Linked DNA regions of Mus musculus: region 1 is linked to region 2. Evidence: chromatin contacts called from public HiCAR-type data. All regions are on one chromosome and are shown on one strand. Each heading gives the region's core, a stretch centred on a gene start, on an enhancer-like site or on the middle of the called end of the contact. The rest is flanking DNA. Distances are from core to core; before and after follow the strand shown.

Region 1 (4,311 bases), core at 19-2,518, 170 kb before region 2:
AACCCAACACCTCTAAATGCATATTCTGGAGTGAAGCTGGCTGGACTGGAATCACGACTCAGCATTTTCTGCATAACCTTGATCGAGTTAACTTAAATTGCTGCCTGGATTTCTCTCTGTAGGTTCTGGATAGAAGGCGTAAAATTCCAGTAAGTTATAGACTTATGGGGAAATGGGTGAGAGGACCAACCTAGAAACTTATAACAAGGTACAGATCGTAGTTTGCCCATTGTAAACCCTATTTACCACACTCGACGATTACTAAACCGAGGCGTGCTCTCTGACTAGAGGAACAGCACAGGGAAGGAGCTGGGCCACAACTTTAAACCCTGACGCCTCTGACTTCTCACAATGTTCATGGATTTTTCATGAGTTATTTCCTCCGTTTCTGATGGAAACAGATACTGTCCTAATTGGCGGAGTTTGGCACGAATTGGAGTGAGAACATTCTTTCTGCGCAGAGGATGACAAGCCGCTGAGGACATGCGGAAAGCACCGAGTCAGCCCGGGCTGGGCGCCTGCTGGAGCTCCCCGGGGCACCCGGAGGCTGGAGGGGCGCAGCGTAGGGCCCCCTCCCGGGGACCCCGAGGCCAGAGCGGGGCGGGGAGCTACGCTGGCGGGGCAGGGCTGAGGCTTGGGGTCCCACGGTAGCACTTACTTGAACCTGCCCTGGCAGTGCTGGCACTGGTCCCCAACCCAGCCCGGGTCGCACAGGCAGGTGGAGTTGACACAGCGACCGGAGAAGCAGGAGCCAGTCCTCTCGCAGGGCTTGGACTGGGACACCTGAGCATAGAGCGCCAGGTAGAGGAAGCCATAGCACAGCAGCCAGCTGTTCCCGTCCAGCAGCAGCCAGGAGGAGGCGCCCCCACCGCCCGCCGGCCGAGCCCTCCACAGCACCGGGGAGGCCGGCTGCGGGGCACCCGAGCGGGCCCGGACCCCCGGCTCCATCTTCCTCGGCGTCCCGGCTCGGCGGGGCTGCGCTCGCGGGAGCGCACGGGGATGCCGCTGAGCGGGGATCCCGGCCGCAGAGGACCTCGCCGCCGCCGCTGCTGTTCCTCGGCTCCTCAACGGCGCCGACCCCCGTCCCGCTGACCGGTCCGGAGCGGCGGATCCCAGGCGCGGCGGCCTCCGGTCGGCTGCCTCCAGTCACACTCGGGCATCGCCGCCCGCTCCCCTGACCTTGTCCTCGGCGAGCCGAACCCTGCAGCCACGGTAGCTCCGGGAGCGGAGCGAAGAGCCGGCGGCGCCCCGCGCTCCGGAGGGGACCCGAGGGGGAGGGGACCGGGCGGGAAGGGGGAGGGGACCCGCACGGCCCCGCCTCGCCCGCGCCCCGCGCCGAATGCCGAGGCTCGCCCGGGAGGGCGGGGCCGCGCGGGAGCCCCCGAGATGGGCGCGTCCAACAGGAGCACGCGGGGAGGGGAGGGCGGCTGTCGGTACCCGGCGGTACTCCTGCTAGCCTGAGATACCGCAGCAGCCTGCTTCCCTCCGTCCTCCAGACACAGTTGCTGTGGCCGCGGTCGCAGCCCAAACTGCGGAGAGACGTCCCCGCAGCCTTGTGCGTACGCACTCTCGTGGCCACTCCCCCCCCCTCGGTCCGGGCGCGGTGGTCTCGCCCGGCCCCTGACGGGGACCTGGGACTCCCCCGCGCGCCCACCCGGCCGGCGGGCACCGCTGGGAGTGCGTCCCCAGGTGTGGCCCGCGCCGCGGAGCCCACGGAGGAGAAACCCACTCCGACCTCGGGGCCTCGGCAGGAAGGCAACCTTGTACTCCGCGGGCTGCAAAAGTGAGGCGCCCGCCCCAGCGCTCCCCGAGTCTCCTGCACGTTTCTTCTTCTTCTTCTTTTTTTTTTTTTTCTTAAAAACTCCCAACTACACACAAAGAGCTGAGCATGTGCAGCCAGCAAAGTCTTAAAGGCACCGCGGTCTGACCACGTTATGGGGTGCAGGGACAGGGCGGAGTGGGGTGAGGGGCTGCATGGGGCGCGAAGCTGCTCCCGTGGGGCGACCTCAGCCGCGGCGGCTCTTTATCGCCCAATCGGGGCTCCTCATGCCCAACAAAGAACTGCTCCGAGAGCCACCCCTCCCGACGCTGCCTCGGAACCTCACCAAATCTTCTTTTCTCTTGTCTATGTTTCCTCCTTCGTCTGGGACACTATTCTCTCTTGAAAAATGTTGCGACATCGGGGCTTTTTTTTTTCCTTCAGAAAAGCAGAAGTGATTTCCAGAAAGGGCCCTTTCCCGTTTTCAGCGGCATCTATTTCTTCCTTGAGATGACTTTCCAAGATTTAATTGCATAAGCTGAGATATGTCTTCTACTTTTCTCTATACGGGCCTGTTAGCTGAACCCTTGAGAGGAAGCTGTGCACAAATTGCAGGCAAGCACCCTCGAGAGTTGTTGGAGCTCCACCAAGGAGCAGGCGGTACGAACAAGATTGTGAAACTCACCAGACATTTCTGACAGCTGGAGCAGAAAAGTTTTGGTTGTAACCACAGTCATAATATTATTGTTAAGATTCACTCCGAGTTTATTTTGGGAATAATGTACCCACGTCATCTCTTTTAATCTCCATCATCCCAATTCACAGAGAAAATCCTCTATTAACCCCATTTCGCAGATGAGGGAATAGCATGAGAAAGGCTGAGGTGCGTGTTGGTAGCAGAAACGGATCAAGTCCTCTAACTTGTGTGCGTTTTCAATGTTTATCAGCCCACTTCTGTTTGCAGCTGCTTTGTTCTCCTTTGGTGAATAAAACATAAGTGCTGGCTGGCTTGGTTTGCAAATACCTCAGCAATGACTTAAGAGGAAAACAAAAGTCCTGGAAAAAAAAAAAAAAAAAAAAGGCTCCTTCCCAAAAGAAGAAAGGCAGCTGATTCTCACTTGTACAAAAAAAAAAAAAAAAAAATCCATTTCCGGGACACAATAGTGTGAGCCATGTCCTGTAGAGCCTGAAATTTGGCCTGCCCCATACTTTCCCACCTTTTCCACATTCTGGTGTTCTTCAGAAAGAGGGGGGCAGAGTTAAGAGGATCTTGTTAGAGGCCACTCCTTTTCACTGCAGTGACAAAAAGAAAAAGGAAAAGGAAATCCAAACCCTTTAGGATCCTCTGTTGGTGGACAATCTCCTTGGCTTTTCCTTTCTTCTTCTCTTCCTACCAGCTGAAGTTTAAAGTCAGCTACATCTTTCTCACGTCTAAGGTAGTGTCACTTTCAGACGTGTGGAAAGTGGTCAATTCTTAATCCCTCTCGTGAATAAAGGTAATTCAAAGGGTACACGGGAGTCTGTCTCTCTAACAAGAGAGTTCACAGCTCAGCCACACGCCGACTGGGGCGTGTATTTGAGTGAAGGGTTTGCCCATTAAAAACACACATCTGTTGCCATCTGACCACTGTAATCATTCACCGTACACTGAACGTGCAGCCCCAAAGGCCTCCTCTCAATAGTACCCTTCGAATACACTTGAATACATTAAATTCATATGAAAGGATTCACATAAGGATCACACCAAATCTCTGCTTCGCCTATATCCTCTTTCTCCTTCGAACTGTTTCTGTTGACGTTTTATGAGCAACTATGATGAAGTACAGGTACAGAAAGCAAAACTGAATAGAGGTAACGTCTACCTTTGTATTGGGCTCACAAATTAGTAAGCTCCCAATAGACATGCGTGTCACATAATCTGCAGATATAAACAGAGAAAACTTAAATGACAGCGACAAAACCTGTGCAGCATCTTGGCTGATGTTTCAGTATCTTCTATGATCAAAAAATGTTTAAACTCCCAGGTTGTCACATCCTAGCAGGCTAAACAACACCGAAGGAATTCATAGGACTGGTGACAGCAGCCATCACTCTGGCAAAGGGTTAAAAACCCCCGAAGAGAGAAAAGGGCAAAAGCCAGTTTCACCAAAGTAAAGTTAAATTGTATAGAACTAGTGATTACAACTTATCCAAGAAGAAACATACGTGCATTTGTTCTCTCAATAATTAACTAATATCAGGGACCCTTGGATATTTGGGGCATTATGTTCACTTCTATTTAAAGTACTTTTAAAATTTTTAATATGGTAGACAAAAACCTAAGAGTTCTCTTTGCCAATGTTTGCAAAGGACATTCAAAATGATAGTTTTTAAAGAACAGGGGGAAATAAGTCCACTGATACAGAATTTTGTCACTCTAGAAGCAAAGGCTTCTATTCAGACGACAGAAGGCAGAATTGCCTGACTGAAAGGTGGGCTCTGCTCTGGCTCTTGTTCACCATTGACTCACACGAGACCTCTGAAAGCAGCCGGAAATAAAGAAAGTAGCAGGC
Region 2 (4,140 bases), core at 764-3,263:
CCATCCATCATCATGGACCGACATCCATCTCAGGCAATTGTAACTGCCTGTAATTCCATCTCTAGTGGATCCAAGGCCTCTTCTGGCCTTCACGGCAACTGCACTCCTTACCTACCCACACCCTTACTCAGTCACACATGCATGTCCGTAACTAAAACTAAATCTCTTTAAAAACAGTGTCAATGATGTCACACAAGGTCAGACTTCAGAGCCAAGCTTACACTGCAGACAGAGTGGCCCTGCTGGCCAAGCAAGGCTATTTATGATGGCTCTGGGCTGCTGGTAGAGACAGGGAGAATTAGTTTCTGCCTCAGATGGCATCGAGCGTGTGGTGTACATTCTTGGAATGAGGTCTTTTTCAAACACTGTTAGCTGGTCACAGATATAATAGGAAATGAAACCGGACTCTGGCCTTTGCAGTTAAAGAAATAAAACCTACAGCTGGACACCTGTGTCCAGCGACTCATTTGGAAACAATGGGCCTTCTCTCCACTCTCCTTTAGTAGGGGGGAATGGCCTCCAGACAAGCTATGTTTTAGAGTCTAGAGAAAGACACAGGCTTGGTCATTCTCAATATCCTCTGAAAGTTTACAATGCACCCCCCTTTCTTGCATTTACGCAGAAAGTTTTTCTGTGGTTTTTAAGGAACTACTTGATTCTGTACTTCCAGTGAGAGAACAATTACATCTTTTTGCTGAGGTTGAAGTAAAACATTCATCCGGTCAGGACACTATGCTCCGGTCAGGACACTATGCTCCGGTCAGGACACTATGCTCCGGTCAGGACACTATGCTCCGGTCAGGACACTATGCTCCGGTCAGGACACTATGCTCCGGTCAGGACACTATGCTCCGGTCAGGACACTATGCTCCGGTCAGGACACTATGCTCCGGTCAGGACACTATGCTCCGGTCAGGACACTATGCTCCGGTCAGGACACTATGCTCCGGTCAGGACACTATGCTCCGGTCAGGACACTATGCTCCGGTCAGGACACTATGCTCCGGTCAGGACACTATGCTCCGGTCAGGACACTATGCTCCGGTCAGGACACTATGCTCCGGTCAGGACACTATGCTCCGGTCAGGACACTATGCTCCGGTCAGGACACTATGCTCCGGTCAGGACACTATGCTCCGGTCAGGACACTATGCTCCGGTCAGGACACCGCGCTCCAGTTAGGATACCACGCTCCGTGCTCTGAGGATATTTAGCAGGGTAATTACTTCTCTAGATAGAATTGACAACGACCACTGCTCTCTGAAGTAATTCTCTCTTACTTCTAGGAAGGAGTGAAAGAAAATGTGCAGGTTTACAACTGCACAGAGGAACCAGTCCTTGTTTTTATATGAAATTCTAATTTCCATCATATTGAATTCTGAAAGTTTCCTACCACGCTTTAATTGGGAGTTTTGAAATTTTTTTTTTCAATTGGATACAAGTTTCTAAGATGTTCAGTCCTGGAAGCTGATAAACTCCAAGGTGTTTAGTAACAACCTTCTCCCCTATGACATGTTAAATATTTGTGAGCGTTGGCATTGCGTGTATCATCAGCAATGTTTCGTTTTGCATGTCTGCAGAGTTCAGCCCATTATGACAAGAATGCAGGCCTAGGCTGACATCAGAAGAGTCGGACTGCCCGCGGGAGAATGAATGAGAGAGATTTTATAGTCCTTTGATTTCCTCCCAACTCAGTGGGGCTTTGATTCCTAGTTTAAATTTATAAGATTTATTATAATTCCCCTTGCAATAAAAACACGCTCATTTTTCAAGTAGTAATCTCCCTAATTAAGAAGGGAGGAAGAAAGTCCTGGGAAACAATGAAATGTAGCTCTTCAAGAGCTTTCCAAGAATTATCAACGCAAACAACTGGTTATTCTGGGCGGGAGATGAATCTTCCTGAGTTCTGGCAAGACATGAGAGAGAGAGAGAATGTTCCCTACAGTCGTCCTCCTTTGTCAGTGACAAAGACAGAGATTAGGGCCTACACGGACATACACTCACACAATTCATCCCGAGTCCGTTATAAAAACCTTGGACAGAATTTGGCTCTGCATCAAAACCGTGATGAGTCCCAGATGTAGTCCTCAAATTGGTGAAGTAAGTTGTGTCCCAGGGTCACTTTTCATTTTGTAATAACCAGAAATACGCAGGTCACTCTGAGTGGGTCTCTGGTGACCAACCCTCTCCTGACCTCTGGTTCTGATGCAAGATTTCAAAACAGGAACATGTTCAGGGTGATTCCACATTGTCTGTCGCATAACCCAACCGTCTATTCTTCTCCTCTCCCCCATGTTCCGAGGCCTCAGCTGCTGGCTTGCTGCTCTAGCAAACTGCTGCAGTACTGTAATCGTGTCCCGTGGTTGGCTGGATGTCTCGGGTTCTTGACCTCTTGGTAAAGAATTGAAAATACCGTTTCACGTGGATTCACAAAAGAAGCAAAGTATTTTGAACAATGTGATAGGACAGATTAAAGAAGGATGCTGTGGAGACAGACAGCAGGCAAAGTGTGTGAGTGTTCGAGAGCACTGAGCACTGAGCACTGTCTGGAGTTGCCTTTCATGGGGTATGAGAGACGGGGAACTGGGTTATGAAGAACCGGTTATATAGAAGCTGACTTGGGTGGTTTTTACTTTAGTGTAAGTAGCTTAGGCTACATAATCATTTTCCAGCTGTACATATGCCTTCTGATTTTAATCATACACACATCCAGTTTTGCATAAGATGAGTATTTATCCAAGCAGTGAGAGGGCACACTTTCACCTTTCTCTACATACACTGAGTTCTGTGTTCCTAGTCTTTGTGCCTTAGTACACTGGCATAGAAACTAGATTTGATTGTTGCCAGGGTATTCATACTACCATACTACATCTGTAGCCCGATGTAGAGGGGGTAGAGGGGCTCTCAGGTTACTAGGTGCCTTGTGTGGATGTAGGGGCAGTCCTGTTCCCCAATTGTTCTTGACCTGTCAGTAAAGAAGCCATGGGCCAATGACTGGGTGGAAGGAATAGGCTGGACGTCCAGATCCAGGGGGCAAGAGAAGGGTGCAAGGAGGTGAGAGGAGAGTTCATCAGGGTTCTGATGGAGAAAAGTTGGGCAGCCATGTTAGATCTCAAAATGGAGTCGCCACACAGGCCGCTTTTGCAGACTGGTGGTCAGTGGTTAGCAAGAACTGGATGTAACTGATCAACTAAAGTTTAGGGCAGGTGGAGAGGTGTGGAGCTAAGAGTATTGATAAGGGCACACTTTTCCAAGTGGGAAATAAGTAAGGCCCAGCAATTGTGTCAAAAGGCAAGTTGAAACTGAACAACTCGGTGTGTGTGTGTGTGTGTGTGTGTGTGTGTGTGTGTGTGTGTTTTATCCATGGGTTAGAGGGAAGCTGGGCAGGACTGGCAGCAGGGTCTGTTCTCAGAGCATAGGCAGCAGAGTGAAGCTTCACGCAACATGTGGAGAGGGATGTGTGCGCATAGTAGGTAAAAGAAGTTGGCTGCCAAGTGGGTTACTACAAAGGTGTGTGTGTGTGTGTGTGTGTGTGTGTGTGTGTGTGTGTAACCAAAAATGAATGGGAGTCTCGTGGTACTTAACTATCCCGTGTCTGTCTACCTTGTAAGGGGTGTGTCTTAATGCAGACAAGGCCTTCAGCACATGGCAAGGTTAGGCTACATGTTTCTCGCCATGGCTGATATCCATGTACTTCAATGTTAGGGGTATTTGCCCTTCTGCTTCTCGATCCACCCATAAAGATTTTTATTTGAGCTTTCGGGTTTTGAATTCTTAAAATAAATGATTTCTCATCACTACAGGGTGTGTGCCTGTGCATGCCACAGTGCCCATGTGGAGACTGGTTCTCTTCTACTTTTATGTGAGTTCAACAGGCTTGCTAGGGCTGTATACACTAAGCCAATGGTTCTCAACCTGTGGGTCATGACTTCTTTGGCATCTGATGACCCCTCTCTAGGGGTCTCCTAAGATCATCTTGCATATCAGCTATTTACATTAAAATTCACAACACTAGCAAAATTCCAGTTATGAAGCGACAACAGAAATAATTTTACGGTTGGGGAGTCACCACAGCATGAGGAACCTATTAAAGGGTCACAGCGTTAGGACGGTTGAGAGCCACTGCAACAGGCATCTCAT

Evidence for each region. HiCAR-type assays count read pairs that join an accessible place to other places.
Region 1: a contact with region 2 is called in a HiCAR-type map of fibro-adipogenic progenitors, with 2.4 times the contacts expected there. The contact joins the promoter of Atrnl1 here to the enhancer-like site in region 2. A contact is called at or near these places in 8 of 39 promoter capture datasets (the 3T3-L1 cell line, the C10 cell line, cranial neural crest and 4 more), 2 of 484 Hi-C or Micro-C datasets (both in uterus), 19 of 115 datasets of contacts at active chromatin or transcription factors (bone marrow-derived macrophages, craniofacial prominence, embryonic basal ganglia and 13 more) and 3 of 9 other capture datasets (adipose tissue, liver and pancreatic islet).

The regions. Positions count from the first base shown.
Region 1 is chr19:57,607,991-57,612,301 of GRCm38.p6, reverse strand. It overlaps Atrnl1 (attractin like 1), which reads right to left and starts at 1,268. Exons shown (of 29, transcript NM_181415.4): 1 at 659-1,268. The coding sequence starts at 948.
Region 2 is chr19:57,434,739-57,438,878 of GRCm38.p6, reverse strand. No RefSeq gene overlaps it. Among named protein-coding and RNA genes, the nearest start is that of Trub1, 16 kb to the left of the region's middle. Within about 2 kb of position 2,013, at least 21 of the 459 cell types and tissues checked have an H3K27ac peak or open chromatin away from gene starts, as enhancers often do. A contact at or near this core is called in fibro-adipogenic progenitors, where this site is marked.